Regions from separate parts of the Drosophila melanogaster genome. Here region 1 is linked to region 2. The links are chromatin contacts, called in public Hi-C maps. All regions are on one chromosome and are shown on one strand. The core of a region is the stretch at or near the end of the contact, and the rest is flanking DNA. Distances in the headings are between cores, read along the strand shown. Region 1 holds the start of Pdfr (Pigment-dispersing factor receptor). Region 2 holds the start of Vml (Vitelline membrane-like).

Region 1 (4,634 bases), core at 16-2,515, 280 kb before region 2:
ATGATGATTGACGTGGCAAAACGAGTGTGACAACGATGAATGATGGATGCCCTGCTGCAGGAGGATTTATGACCTCGACGCCTTCAGTAAAATGGATTTAGATTAGGCGCCAAAGTGCAGGCCACTACGAATGCAACGCGCTACGAAGTAGGCAACATACAGTTGCGCTCGAAATAGTGGCACCTGTCTGGTGTTCAGTGTTGCATCCTTGGCTGCTGCTGTACCACGACTGTGACTGCAGCTGCAACCAGCTAAACGCTGCATGCAACTGATGCCTCCGGCGTAGCACGTGACCAGCTCGGGCAAGGCGCCCCATATGACGGGCTATATATAGGCATATGTGCGCCTCGAAACGCTGTCACAAGCAAAAAGCGATGCGAAACGATGCGCCCACGTCAACGCGCCGCGGCAGCAACTGTTGCAGGCACGCAGCAGCATCAGCGACATTAGCGGCACAGCAGCAGCAGCAGCAACGACGTCAACATTGGCCTAGTCACGTTTTGATTCGCTTCTCAATCGTTTGTTGCGAGTGTGGGCTAAACTAGTCGGCTAGTCGCGTTCATGTGAATTGCATCCGTAGCTATTTACAGGGTAATCTGGCTGCGACTCCTGCAATGGCTGCCCGAACACTGGCTTTTCAATTTGCACTGGACAAACGAAAAGATGCACAAAAAGCTGGAGAAAAATTGTGGGCAAAACTGTGCCAGCATCGGTCGGCCTATGTTTAATTATAGTCACTGACTAGTGGGATGAATGACTACTGGCTATGTGACTGACTGACTGACTAGTTGACTGACTGACTGACTGACTGACTGACTGACTGACTGACCCATTTTGCATGTAATGCGGTCAAATGCAACGCTTGTGCTGCACACGTTCATAAATCAAATGCCACACACACACACACACACACACACGCATATGGAACACTGGTGTTTGTTTGGGCCAAACAAAAAATGTGCAGAATTCATAAATCAGGCAACAGCACTCGAAGGTCCAGCAGATGTTTGTGTTTGCCCCGACCAGATGAAGTTTGTTTTCTGCGGCAGCATTCTTGTTGAATGCAATTAAATGTTTCGGCTGCCGGGCGAAACAATAATAGCAGGCGCTTGTGAACTGTCCCTGAACTTCGGCATCTAAGCGATTCCGATTAGGCGTCTAATCTTTACCGCTTGCCCGCCAAACGGTAATCTTACGGAATGGGATTTACGGAATGAACTTGGCACGTCCGACGATCAAGCGGCGTTGACGGGCAACCGGCGACTGGGGGCGCAATCGGAACTGACTGCAACTTGTCTCGAGTATCAGCCACTGCTATTTACTATATTAAATGAGCTATAGCTATAAGCTATAAGCTATAAGCTATAAGCTATAGGCTATTGCTATTTGCTACACACATGCATGTGGATCATAAGGAAGAGTATGAAAAATAGCAAGGGGAACACAATGCTAATGAGCACAAAAGATGCAACAAATGTTGAATTTAAAACAACAGCGGCAACGCCTGCAAGTGCCATATAAATTAAAAATTCAAATGTGCAACATGGAGCACGTGGAGAAGAAAGCCCGTCCCCGCACTTCTGCCACAAATGGAGGCAGGATGAAAAGGTGTTTCCATTGGCACAAAAGTAACTGGTAGAGCCATAATAGTAATGATTAAGGATGCAACTAGAAGGTATGCATCAACCACTGCGAGCATGTGGCAAAAATATTTGTACAAAAATCAACGGCAACAGGTGGCAAGTACAAAGGGAACGGCAACTGCCATTGCTTTTTGTGATGTGCAACCAATTCGAAGCGAAAACAAAAGCCGCAAAAAATATGTAAACCGACACAAAGTCGCCGCAACAACATAGTATCAAATTATGGAATATATATATATAATACTAAGTATATGTATCAAAGGGGGGCTGGCAGGGGGTTGGAATAAAGCGGCATTGCCACTGCAACTTGTGTTCCCCTGAATTCCGCTGTATGCGAAGGCATAAATTAAGGCAAATGAGAAGAGCGAAGCGTAAAAATTAAATAAGGGGAAATGGAAAAATGTCAAAGGAAAATTGCCGCGATCTTGGGCGATGGAAAGCATAACTTGAAAATACCCTACGGTCACTGCGGTCTTAGTAACTATTTAAGAATTTCATAAATCCGTGTTCTATTCTCTATCCGATTTGATGGAAACGAAATGAGGCAACTTCATTTGACATTTAGTGCGATTTTGCGTAATTTTTGCAATCTTGATGATGGATTCGCGCCGCCAAGACGCAGAAAATGCAAGTACTGTTGGTTGGTGTGATGGGGGAGAGGAGTGTGTGTGGGGGGGGGGGGGTCGCACAAAAAACAAAAGGCAAAAGCGCAGCGCATGATGACATCCGCCCACTTGCGTCGCCCTGCCCCTCGCCAGTCGACTGGAAAACTAAAGTAACGTTGTTGTTATTTTGAATGGAGCAAATCGCTTGCGTGCATTATAATAATCAGAATCTCTTGTCTTTCTCTGGCCTGTCAACGCAGTTATCATCTTCATCGCACACTGGCAAAAATTAATTGTTACATTATTATATACTATATATATATATATATATGTATATACTTTCCAGATGTCGCAGGATTGCTAAAAAAAAGTGCAGCATTTCCCATTTCGACTAAATGTATGCTGATTTTAATTCTTAAGTGCCACTCGTCGTCACCTGTACGAGTGGAATTTTGCAGGTGGATTTTCCGGGCAGGAGTGCCGCAGGTGGTGGCGGGTAGAATAGAATGCCCCTATTTCGGTTCCCTGCCCTCTTGTTCTTGCACGTTTTGTTTGCCTTGAATGCTTTCCTTTTTGTCCATTTGAAAGGGAGAATAAAAGGAACGAAAAATAACGAAAATACGAAGAAAAACTTGTGCAAATGAAGCGTTAAATTGACTGAGTGCTGAAGGCGAGGCGAGGTAAAGGAAAACTCGTCCTGCAACTAAAATGGCAAAAAGAAAAGGAAAGGAAACTTGCTGCACTGCACGGGGCTTGCCATTGACGTCTTTAATTGATCGAAACATGGCAACTGAATACAATCACTTGATAGTCTCGGCGAATATCGCGAATATTTACCAAAATTCATTTCATAAATAAACATACATAAGTATTTATTTTGATATCTGTTCTTACATCTGTCAGTTTAATTTGAATTTCCGAAAATTCGATCATATTCAACGCTTTCCATTTCGCAGTTTGAGGGTTTTTTTTTTTGCAATTTTTATGCTCAGTTCTTTGTGTTACCCATTATTTGGGGTTTTTAATGGGGGCACTTGAGTTTGCAGGCATTTCGGTTTAAAATTAGGGTAATTTGCTTATTTTGCGACTTTATTTAAAACATTTTTTCAAATCCATAGTTTGTTATTGTTCCAAACAACTTTGACACTTGCAACTAAAGGGTATGTGCAAAGCGCTTCGATTTTGCGTGAAAGTCTTTCCCTTTCAGACTTGCAGGCCATACTTATATGTATATACAATATATTTTTTATGACTGTCAGTTGTGCCGCGTTTGGCAACAGAATTTGTTTAAACGCAGCGCCGGCAGGGTGAAAAATCAATTTTTTATTGCCCTGTTGCTTCAGTTGGCTGCTGTGTTGCTTTTGTTTAGATTTTAGCCAGATTTATTAGCTTAGCAGGCAGCAAGAGAAGCGCTTCTTTTCTCAGCGTTTTATTACTGCTGTTGGCCCCAGCAAAGTTGACAAGTCCCGCCGATTGCACTGAGAAAAATCGGTAGTTAATATCTGCAAATATAACTAGATGATCAAAAGTTGTTGATTAAGTATAAATGAAAAGCAGCAATATTTATTTGATTTGCACATTTGATTCAGTTGCTCCGAATCTTTTCAGTGGTTGGAACAATAAAAGCAGGCGGTGGTGCTGTGAACTGGGGGCGTGGCCCAGGTGCCCGGTGCAAGAATCTATTTGCCTTTTGATTGCCTTTTAATTACTGAGCAGCAAATAAACATAAACAATGGCGTTTGGCGAAAAATAGAAGATCTGTATTTAGCCGGAGCAAAAAGCATATGCACATATAAAACGAAACGAAAACAGACTCAAAAAACAAAAATATTAATGATTAAGCTCGGTAATTGGAAATAAAAAAAAGAGGCAGAAAAAAAGAGCAACGGCCTTCTTTGGTTTGGCTTTGTTTTTCTCCTTTTCTAACAGTTTTAATCTTTTATCTTTACTTGCGTTTAAAACTCGCCTCGAAGTTGGGAAACTAATTGAACTAAACTAATTGGTGCAATGCGTTTGTAAAACCAAAGTAGCAATGTTTCCACCACCAAAAACAAAGCCGTGCAGATAAATTAATTAATTAAGTAGTGCCGCCTTTGATGGCAAATCCGACGTCTTCTATGGTTTTTTATTAGATCAGACTGCGACGAGCGGATCAGGGATCGGGATTATGTCCATCTCAAGAGACAGGTGGCAAGTAGAACGGTGGGTGGAATGACCATGAACTTCCTCATGGAAGATTTTGTCCCAAATCATTTCCAGACGACGTTTAATTGTCGAATTGACCCAACCCCTCATGGAACCTGACTACTTGTGTTATCTGCAAATCCTCCTCTCCTAGGCTTTCAACTTTCGCCGCCGACCTTTTGGCAGTCTTGTTGCGACTTTC
Region 2 (4,564 bases), core at 1,832-4,331:
GGCTTTTAGATGGGTCTTTGCCTTTGGCTTTGCCTTTGCCTTTGGCTTTGGCTTTAGCTTTCGGGCTTGGGATTTCGGTTTTTGGCCAATGCCCAATGCCGTACTCGTTCAACGACTCATGATATCTGGCCTTGGCTAAATTGACTTGTTGACTTGTCCAGTGCGGCGGAATCGCATTAGCACGCGGGGATGGTTTGGATTTTTGGGATTTATGGGGAAAATATGCGATATGCGACTTCCTGTATTGTTGTAGTTTAATTTGATATTTTCATTTTTTTCATTTGATTTTACGCATAGTCGCAGTGCGGAAAGAATTGGGGGAACAGGAAGGAACTTTTGAGGTACTCAAAATGGGCCACTTATGATTTGCCAACTGAATAATACCTCTTACTCTATGGACCAGTCTCTTTAGCACATACACATACATACATGCATACATGCATACATACATACATATATACAACTCTATATAAGCTTGATTTCCGATCAATGAATCGTGTAGTCGGCAAGTTGGAAAACACCGCTTTCCACTTTCGTTTTTGATTTGAATGTTCCAAATGATTTAACTTCATAGAGTTTCTATATATATATATATATATATATATACATATATTTAGTATATACATACATGTAGAGGAGTTAAGGATACATAAGTGCTTTTTAATGGAATATATAGACCGCAACAGAGAAATTACCACTCACAATGTGAGGACAAGTAAAATTGTATTTGAATGACAAATGACAAACATATGATCTAATTATACAGAGCCTAGATGTACGTATTGTATTTATTATGAGTTGCTTTTAGTGTGATAATTCATTAGCGATGGTCATCATAAGTGAACAATTTGCAAATAAATTCTAAGAAAAGCATTAACGATTTGTTCCTGTATTTCACTAAAGAATATATAAAACTGGGATATAGAACTCAAAAGAAAAAAGAAAAAAAGAAAAGAAAACGCCATTCCAAGTCGATTTGAAACTTCAACGGTCAATCAAACACGGGTTTTTAATACCTTTAAGCTGTTTTCGGGATCAAAAGCTTGCATATCTCAATGGACTGCGTGGGTCGAAATATCTCTGTGACCTAAGTTGTTTGGCATAAAAAGGTAAACTCAATTCGTTTCACACATAATTCGCTTTTTATTAATCTCGTTTTCAAGTCAGTTTGGCCAGGAGCTTTGGATTTGCATTCAGTAACCATATCCCTGACTGCACGGTGCTGGAGTAAAAACGCTCGAGCAGCTGAACACATAGTTTTTGGGACACGGCGGTGAGGGGAGAGAGGCTGCACCATAAGCTGCAGAAGGAGCGGCTGATCCGTAGCCGCCAGCGGTCCTCGCCATACCAAGGATCTGATGATCCATTTCGGAGCGAGCGTAACCCGATGACTTCGACGCGGGCGCTGAATAGCCAGAGGATGCGGTCGAGGATGCAGGAGCTGAGTACGATGAAGCAGCTGGTGATCCAGACGAAGCAGGCGCTGAGTAACCGGAAGAAGTCTTTGGCGCTGAATAGCCAGAAGCTGGTGCTGCAGAGCCCGCTGAATACGCTCGCGCTGCTGAATATCCAGATGATGCAGGTGCTGAATACGATGGAGCGGCAGGAGCTGAGTAAGATGGAGCAGCAGGAGCTGAGTAAGATGGAGCAGCCGGAGCTGAGTAAGATGGAGCAGCAGGTGCCGAATAAGATGAAGATGCAGGAGCTGAGTAAGATGGAGCAGCAGGAGCTGAGTAAGATGGAGCAGCAGGTGCCGAATAAGATGAAGATGCTGGAGCTGAGTAAGATGGAGCAGCAGGAGCTGAGTAAGATGGAGCAGCCGGAGCTGAGTAAGATGGAGCAGCAGGTGCCGAATAAGATGAAGATGCAGGAGCTGAGTAAGATGGAGCAGCAGGAGCTGAGTAAGATGGAGCGGCTGGAGCGGAGTACGACTGAGCCTTAGGGGCTGAGTAAGTCGGAGCAGCTGGCGCTGAATAAGATGACGATGCAGGCGATGAATATGAAGGAGAAGCAGAAGAGGAATATGAGGGAGCTGCAGGTGCGGAGTAAGATGGAGCGGCTGGAGCTGAATAAGATGGAGCCTTGAGTGCCGAATAACTTGAGGCAGGCGCTGAGTAAGATGGAGCTGAATATGAGGGTGCAGCAGGAGCCGAATATGAAGGACCAGCCGGTGCTGAATACGACGATGCTGGAGCTGCCGGAGCATGGTAGCTTGGGGCGGCAGGAGCCGAGTACGAGGATGTCTTTTGCGCTGAATACGATGGGGCAGAAGGCGCAGAGTAGCTGGGTGCTGCGGGTGCTGAATACGATGGAGCAGCAGGTGCTGAATAGCTGGGTGCTGCTGGTGCTGAATAGCTGGGTGCCGCAGGCGCTGAGTAGCTGGGTGCAGCGGGTGCCGAATACGACGGAGCAGCAGGCGCTGAATAGCTGGAGGATGCAGGTGCTGAATAGCTGGGTGCTGCAGGCGCTGAATAGCTGGGTGCAGCGGGTGCCGAATACGACGGAGCAGCAGGCGCTGAATAGCTGGAGGATGCAGGTGCTGAATAGCTGGGTGCTGCAGGCGCTGAATACGATGGAGCAGCAGGTGCTGAATAGCTGGGTGCTGCTGGTGCTGAATAGCTGGGTGCAGCGGGTGCCGAATACGACGGAGCAGCAGGCGCTGAATACGATGGTGCGGCAGGCGAATAAACCGGGGCGGCAGGAGCAGAATATCCTTGGTCCTTCGCCGGCGAGTAGCTTGACTGCGAATTGTAAACGATCGGTGGGGCATAGGCCTGTGCCGGAATTTCCCTAGTGTGCCTCTCCTCGTAGTCGAACTCGGATTCGGGGAAACCGTCGTCGAACTCCTCATTCCTGGTCGCCGGAAGCGAAAACGCGTTGGCCAAAAGGCAGCCAAAGGCCGCCAAGAACAGCAGTCGTCGTCCACACATAGCTCACAGAATTAAGACTATGGTTTTTTGAAACGGGACGGGTTTTATATGGCCAAGAGAAAAACAGATCAGCGAAATTTACAAATTCACCAAGAATATTGCCCAATTGCAGTCTGCTGTGCTTGGATACTCGGTGGGTTCACTTTGTGCTATTCTGCATTTGAAGCGATTCCATTTAAATTCGCTAGATTCGATCGTTTTCCAGTCACCTATTTCTTTTTAACGTGAATAGGTGAGTTGGCGATGCGAGCAGAAAACTTAATTTAACTCTTTCAATACCCTATACGTTTGGAAGTTGGAACCTATTCAATTTTAATTTAAAGATAATTGTTGAAAAAAAGAATTGTTATCTAGTTTGGGTTTTGTAATTTTTTCAGGACAATTCGCATTACAACAAATTTAACGTTAAGCGTGTTAGGTGATTTAATTTTAGTTAATTTTTATTCTATCGAATTGTAATATAACTTACTCATCGTGTCAATAATCTCAAGAAAAAGAGTATACAAAGTATAGTTTAATAACGTGTCAGCACTTTCGTTCAAAAATTCGGTCATCGCGGGAATGCTGAGCTATCAATATGTGGGTTGACTTGCTGCCTGAAAGAAAAAAACTTGGAATTGCCAACTACATATGTTATAACTTCAGATTTTCAATGAGTAGGAAAAATCTTCCTGCTCTTACATTGACCTTAAACCAAGTAAGGGTCATAATCATTTAGTGTATGGTTTTCATTTGGTGTTTTGCAATTAATCACGAAATTTTGTACAAAAAGAATTTAATTGCACACAATAAGTATTTAAATTGTGGCGGTCACTTCAGTGCGATGTGGCAGCGCCTGCCTTCCCAAGTGACAGTCTCTCGATTGTTTTATCGATTGCTATCGCCCGGTCGAATCAACACGTCAACGTTTTCCTCTTCTTCTTCGTGTGCCGCTGCTTGTTCTTCTTAATCGCGGCGACTCTGTTTTTTACTTAACAACTCGAATAGCAGTCGACGTTGTGAATTGAATAATTAATAAATAGGTGACTTCTGAATAAAAGTCGATTGGAGAGTGCGAGTGGCAAAGGACAGCTGGAAGCGACGAACGAAACGGGACACGTAAGTGGAAAGCGGTACTTGGCTGGAAGGATGGAAGAGTTAGGATAGGCAGAGGGAGGGTGACGGGGCGCAGACAGCTGCTTGCGTTGCAAAAAAAAAGAAGTGAAAGAATCGCGGAAGAATTGTGGAAGTAAAAGGTTAATGCTCTCTTCACTGATTTTCCGTGAAGACTTTTTAAAAGCCATTTCTCCCCAGTAATTTCACCGGTAAACTATATAGATCTATGTACGAGTTAAACACTATTTCCGCTGCCACATGAACACAGGTTTCCTCGCATAAGCCAGACGTACTTTTCGTCCCACAAATTATCTGTTAAAACTGTTGAAAACCCAACTAATTCTTGTGTTATTAATGCAGCTAAGAAATATAGGTAAAAGTAGTTGGTGAATTTTTGTATAATGTTAGCCTTTTAAGTTAAATCGTTGGTCTTTCTAGAAAGATCTTACAATGCAGAGGGTAAATACATATGGAGTACTTAATGGGGTATCTAATCCTGTGCACAATGCTTTAATTTGAACACCTTTCAACCGCACAGA

Evidence for each region. Hi-C and Micro-C count contacts between places; a contact is called where the count stands out from the background.
Region 1: a Hi-C map of the Kc167 cell line shows a contact between it and region 2, with 6 times the contacts expected there. The contact joins the promoter of Pdfr here to the promoter of Vml in region 2. A contact is called at or near these places in 4 of 107 Hi-C or Micro-C datasets (the Kc167 cell line and the S2 cell line) and 1 of 6 datasets of contacts at active chromatin or transcription factors (the Kc167 cell line).

The regions. Positions count from the first base shown.
Region 1 is chrX:2,548,837-2,553,470 of dm6, reverse strand. It overlaps Pdfr (Pigment-dispersing factor receptor), which reads right to left and starts at 1,265. Exons shown (of 11, transcript NM_001297898.1): 1 at 1,197-1,265.
Region 2 is chrX:2,274,339-2,278,902 of dm6, reverse strand. It overlaps Vml (Vitelline membrane-like), which reads right to left and starts at 3,081. Exons shown (of 1, transcript NM_001316644.1): 1 at 1,122-3,081. The coding sequence starts at 2,930. The coding sequence ends at 1,194. Grp170 (Grp170 co-chaperone) reads left to right here and starts at 3,835. Exons shown (of 3, transcript NM_130639.4): 1 at 3,835-4,028; 2 at 4,564. CG2865 reads left to right here. Exons shown (of 3, transcript NM_001272255.1): 3 at 1-872.